Regions from separate parts of the Hordeum vulgare genome. Here region 2 is linked to region 1. A link is a contact called in public Hi-C data. All regions are on one chromosome and are shown on one strand. Each heading gives the region's core, a stretch centred on a gene start, on an enhancer-like site or on the middle of the called end of the contact. The rest is flanking DNA. Distances are from core to core; before and after follow the strand shown.

Region 1 (6,611 bases), core at 2,282-4,781:
CTAGACTCACATATCTCACGATGGGATGGTCTGGTCTCACTAACCATGTAGCATTGGATGCTATCTACATAATATGGACTCGGAAAGATCTGGTCAAATTGAACGTAGTCGGATCCGAGTCGAGATAAGGTTCGTACCGAACAGACACGATTATGAGACAATGTGAGATAATTTTATCTGTGAATCTCTCGTACAACATATGTCATGTGTCCTAAGACCTCAGCTGACTCATGAACTCAGGATGGTGACACGCCTGCTTTAGACCCACCAAACACTACTCTGTAATTGGATAGTTTTGGGCTTGTCCTCACACGTGCTACGAGATGTGGTCGAGCAAGATGGGATTTGCCCCTCCGATCGGGAGAGATATACTATGGCCCCTCATAACCCACAAGTGTAGGGAGTCATTTGTAGCCTTTTTTATAAATATGAGTGTCGAACCCAATGAGGATATAAAGGTAGAATTATATATTCCCTTCAAGTTCTGTCGACCATCGATACAACTTTACAGACACTTAATGTCCCCTTTACCTAAAACAAGCATAAAACTACTTGGTAGGTGTAATAGGATAAGGTTGCAAGAACAAAACTAGACATACTTAGCTCGATAATAAAAGTTAGTTTGCTTTAGTAGAGAGCTTTTTGTAGAGCAATGAAAAATATTGTCCCTAGGGAATCGAATATAACACGATAGATACTTATCATATGCAATGAGGGAGAGGCATATGCTAACATACTTTCCGTACTTGGATCACATGCACTTATGATTGGAACTCTAGGAAGCATCCACAACTACTAAAGATCATTAAGATAAAAACCAACTATAGCATTAAGTAACAAGTCCTCTTTACTCCCATATGCAACAACCCCCTTACTTGGGTTTAAACTTTTGTCACTCTTGCAACCCACTATAAGTGAATTACGAACGTATTGTAATACCCTACAACGGTAATACCACACGCTTGCGCGACACGATGGGCGACATAGGACATCATCATATCAACATACAACTCATATCAATCACACCATACACAATTAATCCATAGGACAAAAAGGATCTACTCAAACATCATAGGATGGCAGCACATCATTGGATAATAATATGTGGCATAAAAAACAAGTTTAAGTAGAGATTACAATGGGGAAAAGAGGTGTTACACTTTGCATAGAGGGGGAGAGAGTTGGTAATGATAGCGGCAAGTTGTTGGTGCACATTGCCATCACGATGATTCCACCAGTGGCACTCCGACGCCACCAGAAGAGAGGGGGATACCCCCCCCACCTTATTCTTCTTCCTTGGCATCCCCCTAGATGGGAGGAGGGTTTCTTCGAGATTGGATATCTCTCTCTGTTTCGCGTTCGTGTTTTCTGTCCCTTCATCGTTTCTTAAATATTTGAATATCCATAACTCCGATTGGGCTGCAAGTTTGAGGGGATTGTTATGAGGATATTAGCTTCCTTGCAGCCAAAGGACACACCCAGCCAACTTATGGAGGAGTCACAAGCTCACCTGGTGCGCCCTACCCCCTAGGGCCCGCCATGTGAGCTCGTGGCTCCCTCGGACACTGTCCCGCGTTGGTTCCTTTTATCAAAAATCACATATATTCCAAAAAAAACTATGTAAAATTTTATTGTGTTTGGACTTTGTTTGATATGAATTTTCTATGAAACTAAAAACATGCAACAAACAGGAACTGACATCGGCACTCGATCAGTATGTTAGTCAAAGAAAATCATATAAATTGTTGTCAAAAGTATGTGAAAGTTGTACAATAATGACATGAAACAATCAAAAATTACAGATACGACGGAGACGTATCAGCCCCCTCGTGTGATCCGACCTAGATAAGCCTGACCATGCGACGAGTATTATGAGATAATCCGAGGTGTTGGTCAGAATCACTGGAAAGAGAAAGAGGTCGGGCTACACCAAGGATGACCATATCGCCTTGAGCCCGACAACATATATCGTGAGGTAAAAGGATTAGAAGTATGATATACAGGTTCACCAAACCGGCTTTATTGTCTGCTTGGTGGTGGTACGCTTTGCTAGAAGCCGCTACCAACCATGAATATCGGAGGCAATCAAACCTGCAACCAAGCCGACTTGCACCCAAGGGGGCACACGTTTAAGGGAAGGAACCTATGAGGTCGGATCCGAGGACACTGATCGGATGTAGTCCGAGTTGGATTTGGATCGTGATCGAGTAGACTTTGGGCTTTAGGATCCGTGCGATACCCAACCGTTGAGCCCGTGATGGATCCATATATATATATAGTGGAGGTGCGACATATGGTTTCAGTTGATCACTTCAACGTCGTCATTAGGGCTTTGCATGCGTTACCACTAGCCACCTCCACTCATCGTCAGTTGCGTGATCGGACCTAGGAGTCGGCCACACGATGTTCTTCATGCACGCGCGAATATCGTCAGAGGCGATGCAATTGCGCTACTACAGCGAACCTGTTCGTGAAAGCCAACGACCGTCTCTTCGAGAGAGTTCCAACAAGGAGGAGACGAACCCCCGGACGCGCTGCCCCGATGCTACTTCTACTGCACCACACTACGCGACTAGTGATAAGGATCCGTGATCCATCCCCATCGCATGTTCCTTAATCGATGCACTTAGCGTAGGACAACAGTTGGATTCAAGCCCCACCTGTGCGGACGCAATGGATTCCCGTCGAAGTGACTCGGTGCCCGCATACTGGAAGGACGAAGTTCGGGTTTCCTCCAGAGACCAACGGAGAGCGAGTCGTATGGCTAACTCGTCCATGTCCTCGCATGGGACAAGGTCCCAACCGACGAATTTGGAATTATCACACTCTCATTCGTTGCCTACCATATCAAAAAAAGGCCGAAGCTCGTTTAAGATAAGTAAGGGAGGAGCAAAACAGATTGAAAGTGAAGTGACGTGGCTAGGTTTTAATCCTGGATAAGAATATAGACGTACATATGTGGGGTTAAAATGAGCCAATGTGGGCTAGATCTAATATGGTGGATGCGTCTATGCATCCTATATTCATTTCGCGTATGGACCACGTATGACGGACGAATGTGAATGTCACAAATTTGTTGCCATAAAAGAGTATCTGCGCCATAGGGCTATTTTTAGCGAACCCCCGTCCACGCTTCAAGCTCCACCGCAGCCTACGACCAGTGAATGAGCAGAGCTCGCGCGGGGGGCGGGGCGGCAGTGATGAGTGCGCCAACCACCACGGGCGAGGGCGAGGGCGAATGCAGGCAGAGTGCGAAACACGGAACGGAACCCAAACCAGGCGCCCCCCGGATTTCAAAACTCACAAGCCAGCCATTTGTCTGCGAGCCCCGCGGGGAATCCCAAGGCGGAAAAAACGCCAGCAGCGGCCTCCCCGCGCCTCCCACCCGGCGCCTGCCACCTCGCGCCCGCCCGGTTGGCCCTCGGCATCGCCCCGTCGGGCGCTGGCTCCCATTTCAGAGCTCGCCCGCCACTTGGCGCCGCGCCCCCCGTCTCCGATTCTCCGCCCGCCCCCGCCTATAAATGCGCCCCGCGCGACCCCAACCCTAGCCGCCGCATCATCCCCCTCCTCCTCCCGTCCCACCGGCATGGCCGCCATCAGCAGCAGCAAGCGCCGCTCCCCCTCCGCATCCACCGCCGCCTCCTCCTCCTCGGCCGACGGGATCGGCGAGCCTGGCCCGCAGCTCGTCACCCGGAAGCGGAGGTCCGTTCGGCGCGGGCCCCGCGGCGGTGTCCGGTGGATGCCGGCGATCCGACCAGTGAGTGCCTCGGAATTCATCGCCACGTCCTGCTGCGTGTAGGTGGTCGATCCTCCGTATATTATGGGATCATCATCATCTCCGCGGAGGTGGTGGGCCGTGCTGGCGGGGAGACGCGGTGGGCTGGAGGCCCAGGGCAAGAGAGGGGTGATTGTTATGGTTGACGTTTGATTTGAGATTTGATTTGATTGATAGCGACCGAGGCGCCTCTAGATGTTTGACGTGTGTGGTTGATTGCATTGGGGGCTCTCATCTGCCCGATTGCCGATTTGATTACTGCGTTGTTGCGAGTCTAGGGGATCTTTGAAGGTCTTATTTTGAATTCCACGATCGGATTTCACCGACCTAACGGGTTGTGTGCTTAGGTGTGAATGTGATCAATTGCTATTTTTTGCTCAATTGTCGTCGTTAGTGTGCTAGGCTAGAGGTTATGGTAAGGGGTGATTTTTGTACTTCTCTGTTGGATCTACGACGTCTATGGCAGGGTCCACTCTTTGATAGTTTTGGTCAGTCATTAACTCATCATACACCAATTATCCATGTTTTCGAACTAAATAATCAGAGTAAGACTTCGTAACTCATCTTCTGTCGTGTCTCATGTGGCACATGTATAGAATATGTGCTGTAGGTCCCATCTGGCAGTTTCAGCGTAATAAGAACACTTAGTGGTTCACATCGTCACCGTGTCAATGTAGTTATGTGCAACGGTAACAACAACACTTGCCTATGCCTGTGTGCATTACTTGATGCAGAGGTCGAGGGTCTTTTCCCTCTTTTTGGAAAAAAACAAACAAGAACACTTGCGTGGTTATATATATTACAACAGTACACACTCAATATTAGCTGCAAGTGCATAATTTAGTCCTTTACATACTCACATTCTTTTGTCCATGTTGTTATGTGCATTTCACATTTACTGTCTGCACAAATGTTATGTTATTGCCATTTCCATGAGGCGCTGCAAGGTTTGTAGGGATTGCGTTTTCTCTAGTAGCTTACTGCAGCACAATAATCGCAGGAAATAGCAGCACATGTCAAATTAACTGATTGAGTTTTTGATTTCAGTGTCTTTGGTATTTTTTTTCCATAGCATGTGGCATGGGCCACAACAGTAATTATGTCAGGCAGTAGATACTAGCTGATACATTATGTGTACTTGTGTACCAGTATGCTGACTGGGACGACGGGTAGACCATCTGGTATGAATGTAGCGGTGTTACTTCAGACTGGGGTTCTTGAACCTTAATTGCCCCAAGTAACTTTTGAGCTTAATGCAATTTTCAGGTGCTAGTTATGTTTTCATGTTTGTTTTGGACTTTGTAGTGTGATTTATCTTATATTTTAAACAGAAGCTATGAAAACTGTGTGACCATAGCATCATTTCTATTACTATGATGGACAGAACTGGTGTAAGAGGGCATTTGTAGTACGTACAATTTAAGACACTTGCTATCTACACTTTTGTCATAAGCTTAAAATAATCATTTCCATGTTAACTAAACTGTACACAATCTACAACTTGCAACTATTTATTTTCCGTTGGATGAAGAATCAATGCTCAGGATTGTCAACTTAGAAATAAGGATTTCCAATTCAATTTAGAGATAGACACGTCTAATGTGGTACTTGATTTTATTTTTTCTGCCTGCTCCCTAAATGAATTCGTTTTTTTGTGATAGGTAAGTGAGCTGGATTTAAATAGAGTTGCTCTAGATCCAGATGTAAGACTTATGCAAAACATATAGGAAGTATTTTTTTAGAGAAGGAAACAGTGTTAATCGAACTAGTCCATTGTATTAATAGATTCTAGAATGTTTGTGTAGCATCAAGTGCCCGGGTTGCGAGTTATTCTGCAGAAGGAGCTCCGTAACAGTGACATAAGCCAGCTTGGGAGAATTGTTCTTCCGAAGGTGAGTTCTTATTTAAACAGCTTTTACAAACTTCCTTTTACCATCATAGTTCATGCTCTCTAACTGTTGACACTTGTCTCTGGCATTAATTGCACAGAAAGAGTCGGAGGCTTACCTCCCAACTCTGGCATCAAAGGATGGCAGAAGTCTACGCATGCATGATTTGCTAAATGCACAAGAGTGGACATTCAAGTACAGGTTGGACAAACTGTTTTTTTTTTTTGCGTTAATGTTTGCTGCTATGGGCTGCAATACCCATATGATCTTTGTTGTACCTCACTTTTACTATCTCAGCCATAAAATTGAAGAAATTCCTGTGAAAGAAGCACAATTACATGATTATAATGGTGGTAATTTATTTTAATACTCTGCCTTGTCTAACAAGAAATGAATTATCAGTAAGGTAGTTCATAGTTACGAATGTTCTTAGTTGCAGTGACATCTCTGCATTTATGTTTAGTTTGGTCTAGCATATCCACTACAATGACACAGTTTATAATCTCCGTACAGATACTGGCCAAACAACAACAGCAGGATGTATGTACTTGAGAATACCGGTGAATACCTTTATTTTCATCCTACCTATTCTGTCACATCTGTGGATCAAGTTCTTACATTTTTCTACCTCTATTAAACATCCAGGGGATTATGTCAGAACCCATAACCTTCGAGTGGGAGACTTCATCATGATATACAAAGACGATGACAATAACCGATTTGTAACTTAATCTTTCTTCCTGGTTATTTAAGCATTTTAGTCATATTGGCACGCAATTGGTAGTTGCTTATTGTATGTTGTGCTTTGTGTGATGCAAAGGTCATCCGAGCAAAGAAGGCGGGAGATGATCTAGTTGCTGCTATGCCACAATTCCATGAGCATATCTCTGGCATCCTGCCAATACCAGAAGTTGATGACTATGTGTCTCTAATCCCATCACCAGCTG
Region 2 (7,066 bases), core at 4,431-6,930, 320 kb after region 1:
CACTTTTAGTGGAAGGAGATGTTCCCGTCAACGACGAGTCGCCTACAGTAACTTCATAAATCTCAAGATGATATGCTAGCTCAGTCTCTCACAGATGTTCATAGGGGTAGAGTATGTGTGTGTGCGTTCATAGGGATGAGTGTATGCGCGTGTATATGAGTGCTTGCATTTGTACTGTGGTAAGAAAAAAACACTCATGTGACCCTGACGAGCAGTCGATCAACTTGTAGCAAAACGCCGATGAGGCCACCGAAGCTGAGCATGCTGCGATGCAACATCCTCGTGACTCTTGCTCCGGCGAGCAGTTAAGCCCGGACTGCATCACTGGTGGTGGGGCGCTCGCAACACCACTGCAGCGTTGACACTCGGTTCGGCTTGCACGCATATGTCACACCTGCATCCCACTAATGCGGTGGACAGTTGTGTGTGTAAGCCATGTGAGTGGGGGGGCACTGGTCAGGTGTGTGTGCGCGCTTATAAGTGTGGGTGTAGACAGAGGAGAGGAGGTGTGTTGTATGAGACTCTGAATCCTCACCTGCTCCTCTCGTCTCCTCACCTACCCTTCTCGATATCTCACCTTCTTCCTTCACAAGAAATAAACTGAACTCAGGTCTCATCCCCCTTGTCCTCTTGTATCGATCCTCTTGATCAGCTGGTCGTTACAAACTGGTAATCAGAGCCTGTTCGATCCCTCCACCCAATTTTGTTTTCTGGCTCGTAGATCTCATATCCTCTCGATTAGATCGTAACATCCACTGTTATGGGTGCTCGCTCACTTCGGTGGCTGGCGCAAAATCCCTAGCGGGGTTGATCCGATTTGGAGCGAAGCGACAGCGCCCCTATCCAAACCACCAGCCTAGACCCGACACATACTCGTCGCCATGTCTAAAACCTTGGGTGAAATTGAATCGCTGCTCGAATCACTACACAAGCGGGTGGAGTCAAGTCAGCTCGTCGCCGAAAAGAACGTGGAGGCCCAACACGCCTTCAACGAGCAGGTCTCCAGCAATCTGACCGATTTGCACGCGCAAGTGGATCTCACACAGTCCGACATCGATGGGGTGTGCCAGGAACGCAACCATCCCAAGTCGACGACCCTTCCATCTCTGCGCCATCAGCCGCATGCATCCACCGCTCCTCCACCAGAGAAACCGTTCCTGCGCATGGCCAACGTTGGGCCACCCCTCATCGGGATGCGCCCGACCACATCACTCTTCGGGGTGGCACATCAGCGCGCCAGTAGGAACCCTACCAGGAGGAGCACCAGGACACCTACACGATCAGGCCGCCCAAGCACGACTTCCCCAAGTTTGACGGTTCGGCGCCTTACCTACGAATCGATCGGTGCGAGACCTACTTCGAGTTGTACCGCATGCCACCGCACAGCTGGGTGACCATGGCGTCACTCTACATCAAGGTCCACGCGGCGCATTGAATGTAGGCATTTCGTCAAGCACATCGCGTGCTCAACTGGCCAGAGTTCTGCACCACAATCAAGGAGGAGTTCGGCCCGACGAGTTCGAGCTGGAGATGCACAAGCTGATGCAATTGTGCCAAACTGGCACACTGGTTGATTATCGCATCGAATTTGAGGCTGCATGTACCACCTACTGGCGTTGGACGCTTCGTTGAGCCTAAAAAAAATTGTCACCTAGTTTTTACTTGGCCTTCGCGATGATCTTCGTGCGGCAGTACGCTTACATGCACCATCCAACATCATGCGCGCCTCGGTGCTCGCCAGGATTCACGAGGAGGAGCTGGACATGCCTCGTCTGCGCCCAAGACCACACCCTACCGGTCGGCCACCCCCACCGCTAGCACATCTTTCGGCGCGCATGCAGGGCGCCCCTCGCCCACCTATGATGACCTAGGAGTTCGCGTAGGAGGGGCAACTGCGGGATCATCGGCGTGCACATGGCCTTTGTTTCAAGTGCGGCGACCGGTACTCTCGGGAGCATCCTTGCAAGCAACCTACACAACTGCTTACCATCCATGTGGGGTCCACGGTGAGGTCCTCACCGACGACGCGATGCATGCCTTGGAACTGTTGGATGAACCTCCTTCAGCCGTGCTGGAACAAGAATGTTGCATGCTCTCAACGCACACAGTTTCCAGGGCGATGCGCCGTGCACAATCCGTCTCCGCGCTCTAGTCGGCAACCAAGTCATGCTGATGCTAGTGGATTCAGGCAGCACGCATAGCTTCATCTCGGCATCCTTCATGTAAAGGATCGCAGCCAAACCAGCTCAGATGCCGCCGGTCGAGGTCCGGGGGGCAAGCGGTGAACGCCTCGTCTGCGACAAGCTCATTCCCGACGTCCAATGGTGGTTGCAAGGGCACACATTCACCACCGACATGCGCGTGCCCGAGCTCGGCGCCTATGAAAGAGTATTAGGCATGGACTGGCTTGAACAATTGAGCCTCATGACCTGCCACTGGCTCAACAAGAGACTGATGTTCGACCATCTGGGCGAAACAGTGACGATGTAAGGAGTTCAAAAAATGCAGTGCACACGCTTGAGCTGCTTGAGCCCAACCAGTTCAAGAAATGGCATGCAGGGAATGAAATCTGGTACATGGCGTTGATTGACAGACAACCACGCCAAGCGGAGCCACCCGACAAGCTTCCCGCAACCATCAAACAAGTCCTCGAGGAGTACAGTGATGTGTTCAAAGACCGCAAGACACTTCCCCCACACCGGCAGTATGATCACGCGGTCACCTTGGTCGAGGGCACACAGCCAGCAAACACAAGGCCGTATCGCTACTCACCGTTGCAGAAAAACAAAATCGAGCGCCAAGTGCAACAGATGCTCAAGTCTGGAGTGATTGAGAACAGTATGAGTCCTTTCGCCGCTCCGGACCTCTTCGTAAAGAAGAAAGACAGCTCATTGTGATTCTGTTTCAACTATCTCCGCCTCAATGACCTCACCGTGACGAACCGTTTCCTCCTGCCCATCATGGACGAGTTATTCGACGAGCTAGCCGGCTCGAAGTACTTCTCCAAGCTTGACTTACGTGTCGGCTATCATCGGATTCGCATGCACGCGGGCGACAAAGAGAGGACAGCCTTCAAGACGCACCACAGACACTTCCACTTTCGTGTCATGTTGTTCGTCCTGACAAATGCGCCGGCCATGTTCTAGTGCTTGATGAATCATATTTTCTACAAGCACGTCTGTCGCTTCATCATCATCTTCCTCGACGACATTTTGGTCTTCAACGAGACATTGGAAGAACACGAAGAGCACCTGCGTGCAGTCTTCGAGTTGCTTCGTCATCATCAGTTATACGCCAAGATATCCAAGTGCTCCTTCGCCATAGAGAGCGTTGACTACCTGGGCCATGTCATCTCGAGCGTTGGCGTCGCTACCGATGCAGAGAAGACTCAAGCCATGCTTAGCTGGCCTACACTCTCCACTTCAACCGAGTTGCACGACTTCATTAGCCTCACAACCTATTATCGCAAATTCGTTGCCTGATACGGCATCATCGCCAAGCCATTAACGGTGCTCCTGACAAAAAAGGGTTCAAGTGGAATGATCAAGCACAAGCCGCCTTCGAGCTCCTCAAGCGCGCCATAGCCAGCGCACCAGTCCTCTCGCTGCCGGACTTTGACAAGCACTTCAGCATTGAGACCGACGCTTGCGACACAGGCATTGGAGCCGTGCTCGTGCAAGATGGCCCTCCGGTGGCCTACTTCAGCAAGGCACTCGGGATTCGCAACCAAAAGTTGTCCGCTTACGAGAAGGAATTCCTTGAAGTGATGATGGTCGTGGACAAATGGCACGCCTACGTTCAACGTGGGAAGTTAACCATTGTCATGGATCACAAAAGCTTGTGCAACCTGAGGGATGAGCAATTTGAGACAGATCTGCGGGGCAAGGCCATGTCAAAGCTGGTGGGACTCTAGTTCAAGTTCTAGTATCGTCGCGGCGTCGATAATGGGGTAGCTGACGCTCTATCGCGCGTGGGCGCGGCTTTGGACCTGAGCGCTCTTTCGTTGTGCCAACCAACCTGGGTGCAGGAGGTGGCCAATTCTTACACCACAGGCGTCGATGCACAAGGGTTATTGTCTCACCTCGCCATCCACAACCTAGACGACGACGGATTCGAGCTGCACAAGGGCCTCATCCGCAAGCAGAACCGGCTTTGGATCGAAAACAATGCAGCTCTTCGCACTAAGCTCATCAGCGCCCTCCATGACAGCGCTGTCGGTGGGCATTCAGGTACCAGGACAACTTACCAACGCCTCAAAAAGCTATTTCTATGGACACAAATGAAAGAGGACATCGACACCTACGTCAAACAATGCGCCATTTGCCAACACGCCAAACAAGAGCATCATCGACAAGCAGGCTTGTTCGCGCCCCTGCCAGTGCCGGCAACACCCTGGCAGGACATGACGATGGACTTCGTGGAGGGCTTGCCCAAGTCCGAAGGATAAGGATATGACTCTATCATGGTCGCCATGGATTGCCTCACCAAGTTCATGCACTTCATCCCCCTACGACACCCATTCAATGCAGCGCAGGTGGCGCACGCGTTTTAGGATAAGATCGTCAAGCTCCACGGCATTCCCAAGTCCATCGTCTCCAACCGTGATCGCGTGTTCACGAGAACGCTCTCACGTGAGATGTACACCAAGGCCGGCACCAAGCTCCTCTACTCGACAACCTACCATCCGCAGATGGACGGGAAGAGCGGGCGCGTCAATCAATGCCTCGAGATGTACCTATGATGATCCATCCACGACACACCTCAACGCTCGCGTTGCTGGCTTCCAATGACGAAATTCTGGTACAATTCATCCTTCCATTCCGCCATCAACTGTACTCCATTCAAGGCCCACTACGGCGTCAAGCCAAACCTTGGTGGCATGCCTCTCTGGGACAACATGACGACGTCCACCCTCGACGCCGAGCACTGGGATTGGGGCGCGAACACTACGCGCCTGCAGGAGCAAATTCACCGTGCCCAGGGCTGTTTCAAGAAGCAGGCGGACCGCCATCGCACGGAGCACAGCTTCAAGGTGGGCGACTACGTGCTCCTCAAGCTGCGGCCCTACACCCAACTATACCCAAAACTAGCGACATCGAACCCGTGAAGGTCCTGGAGCGACGCATGGTCAAGCGGGGCAACAACGTCATCGTGCAACTACGGATCCGCTGGTTTTCTTCCTCCACAAGCACCACCTGGAAGGACTACGACACACTTCGACGATGTTTTCTTTCAACAATCATATGACAGGACCACGACGTGGACGAACAAAAGGATTCTGCAGTCCCTGTCGAGCCTGAAGAACCTGAAGAGGAGGCTTTCTTTGCAGAAGAGGGGAGTGTCACACCTTCATCCCACTCATAGGATGAAAAACTATGTACATGTAAGCCATGTGAATGGGGCCCACTGGTCAGATATGTGTGCGTATAAGTGTGGATGTAGACAAAAAAGACCAGACATGTTGTATGAGAGTGTGAATCCTCACCTGCTCCTCACCTACCTACCCTTCTTTGTATCGCATCTTCTTCCTTCGCAAAAAAATAAACCGAACTCAGATCTCATCCCCTTCTCCCCCTTTATCAATCCTCTGGATCAGCGGGTCGTTACAACATATGCCACACCGTTTATGGCGGCGAACAAAAATGCAGCACCGAGCGCAGCAACGCATCACTGGTGGGGGCACTTGCGAAAGCTCGAGCAAGAAACAGCAGGCGGGCCTGCTGCACCGTACACGAGAGAAGGGAAAGCAACGTGCAGGGCCCATGACAGGTGTCAGGCGACAGGGGCGGCTGGTTTCTGGTTTCTTTCAGAAATCAGACGGATGAAACTAAACGTTTCCCTTTAGATTAATACCCTCTTCAAGTGTAAGTCTAGCACAGAGGGAACTAGCTGAACAAATAATAAAGAATTTTAGTTGGAAGACACGAACAAGCCAACCACAATGCCATTATTCTATACCAGCAGAACGATGATATTCATTTTCTGTAACAATTTACAACACACGTACAGCTTCACTAATTACAGCAAAACTTTGCATTACTAAGCTTATACAGGGACTTTTGCCCTTGTCCCCTCGGTATACAAGCCCAACATAATCAAAAAGAAAACATGGCATGAAAAACTGGACACAAATTTACAATCAACGAACCAATCAATCGAAATCAAATACCTAAGCTCTCCTAGGAACTACTCCTCAATGGCTTGCTATCTGGTATAAAAAGAATCACGCATACTGTACAACCTACAAACAGGAACTCCTGATTTATCCACAGCTGCCGAAGGCTCCACGGTGAGAAAAAAATAACTATTCCCCTCTTTGCAATAAAAACGCAAAGCTTGGGTTTTCACGGACAAACGGTAGCAAGTCATCATCAGCAATCTCAATGATTGGCATTGTCTTTGTAATATCATCGAGTGAAAAAGGTATACTGCATTTGTGGAACGAAATGGTGAAACCATGAGCCATAAACATTAGGAGGCTTTAAGCTGAAAGTGCTTTTTTTTGTCAAATGTAACAAACCTAGAATCATCATCTAGCAGTATAGAGAAAGTCGTGACAGTATTTGCTTCCTCACGCGCTGCAGCTTTCAAGCTTGATGCGAACTATAAATAGATAAGCAGAAATCACATATCTTCATTTGTAAATGAAAAACAAATCAATATTGTAGTAAAGACCAAATAGTGTTTTTTTTTAAGTGGAGGTGGTGAGGGTTGCCACATAAGGACATCCAGAGGTCATGATATTACTCTCGCCCCAAGTGCACTCAAATTCAGAATCGCATGGTTAACTTCAGAGTTCAGATGAGATTTGGGGCTTAAGTGATGGTATGACCGCATTCGACCAAATAGTATATGAGGGTACATCATCTCACCTCTGCTGAAATAGTGTTTGTACCATTGACGTCATCCAAGTACATACCAACTATGCGCTCTAGCTGCTGTATGCTAAGGGCCTGAAAGAATTCATACAAATATTAGAAGTACAACTTATAGGGGTAAGGACTGGCAGTGGAGTCTTCCTTTCTTATTAAGAAAAGAATGTCAGTCAAATCAAATACTTACTTGG

What was found. A called contact is a pair of places that touch in the nucleus more often than the background predicts.
Region 2: a Hi-C map of leaf shows a contact between it and region 1, with 4 times the contacts expected there. The contact joins the enhancer-like site here to the promoter of LOC123440171 in region 1. A contact is called at or near these places in 2 of 6 Hi-C or Micro-C datasets (leaf and seedling).

Annotation. Positions count from the first base shown.
Region 1 is chr3H:460,854,873-460,861,483 of MorexV3_pseudomolecules_assembly, forward strand. LOC123440171 (B3 domain-containing protein LFL1-like) reads left to right here and starts at 3,532. Exons shown (of 7, transcript XM_045116745.1): 1 at 3,532-3,757; 2 at 5,437-5,478; 3 at 5,581-5,667; 4 at 5,765-5,865; 5 at 6,178-6,224; 6 at 6,310-6,386; 7 at 6,485-6,611. The coding sequence starts at 3,587.
Region 2 is chr3H:461,172,426-461,179,491 of MorexV3_pseudomolecules_assembly, forward strand. It overlaps LOC123444262 (myosin-17-like), which reads right to left. Exons shown (of 51, transcript XM_045120939.1): 48 at 7,063-7,066; 49 at 6,873-6,953; 50 at 6,521-6,603; 51 at 5,931-6,428. The coding sequence ends at 6,305. Among protein-coding and RNA genes, the nearest start is that of LOC123444262, 41 kb to the right of the region's middle. Within about 2 kb of position 5,681, at least 2 of the 3 cell types and tissues checked have open chromatin away from gene starts, as enhancers often do. A contact at or near this core is called in leaf, where this site is marked.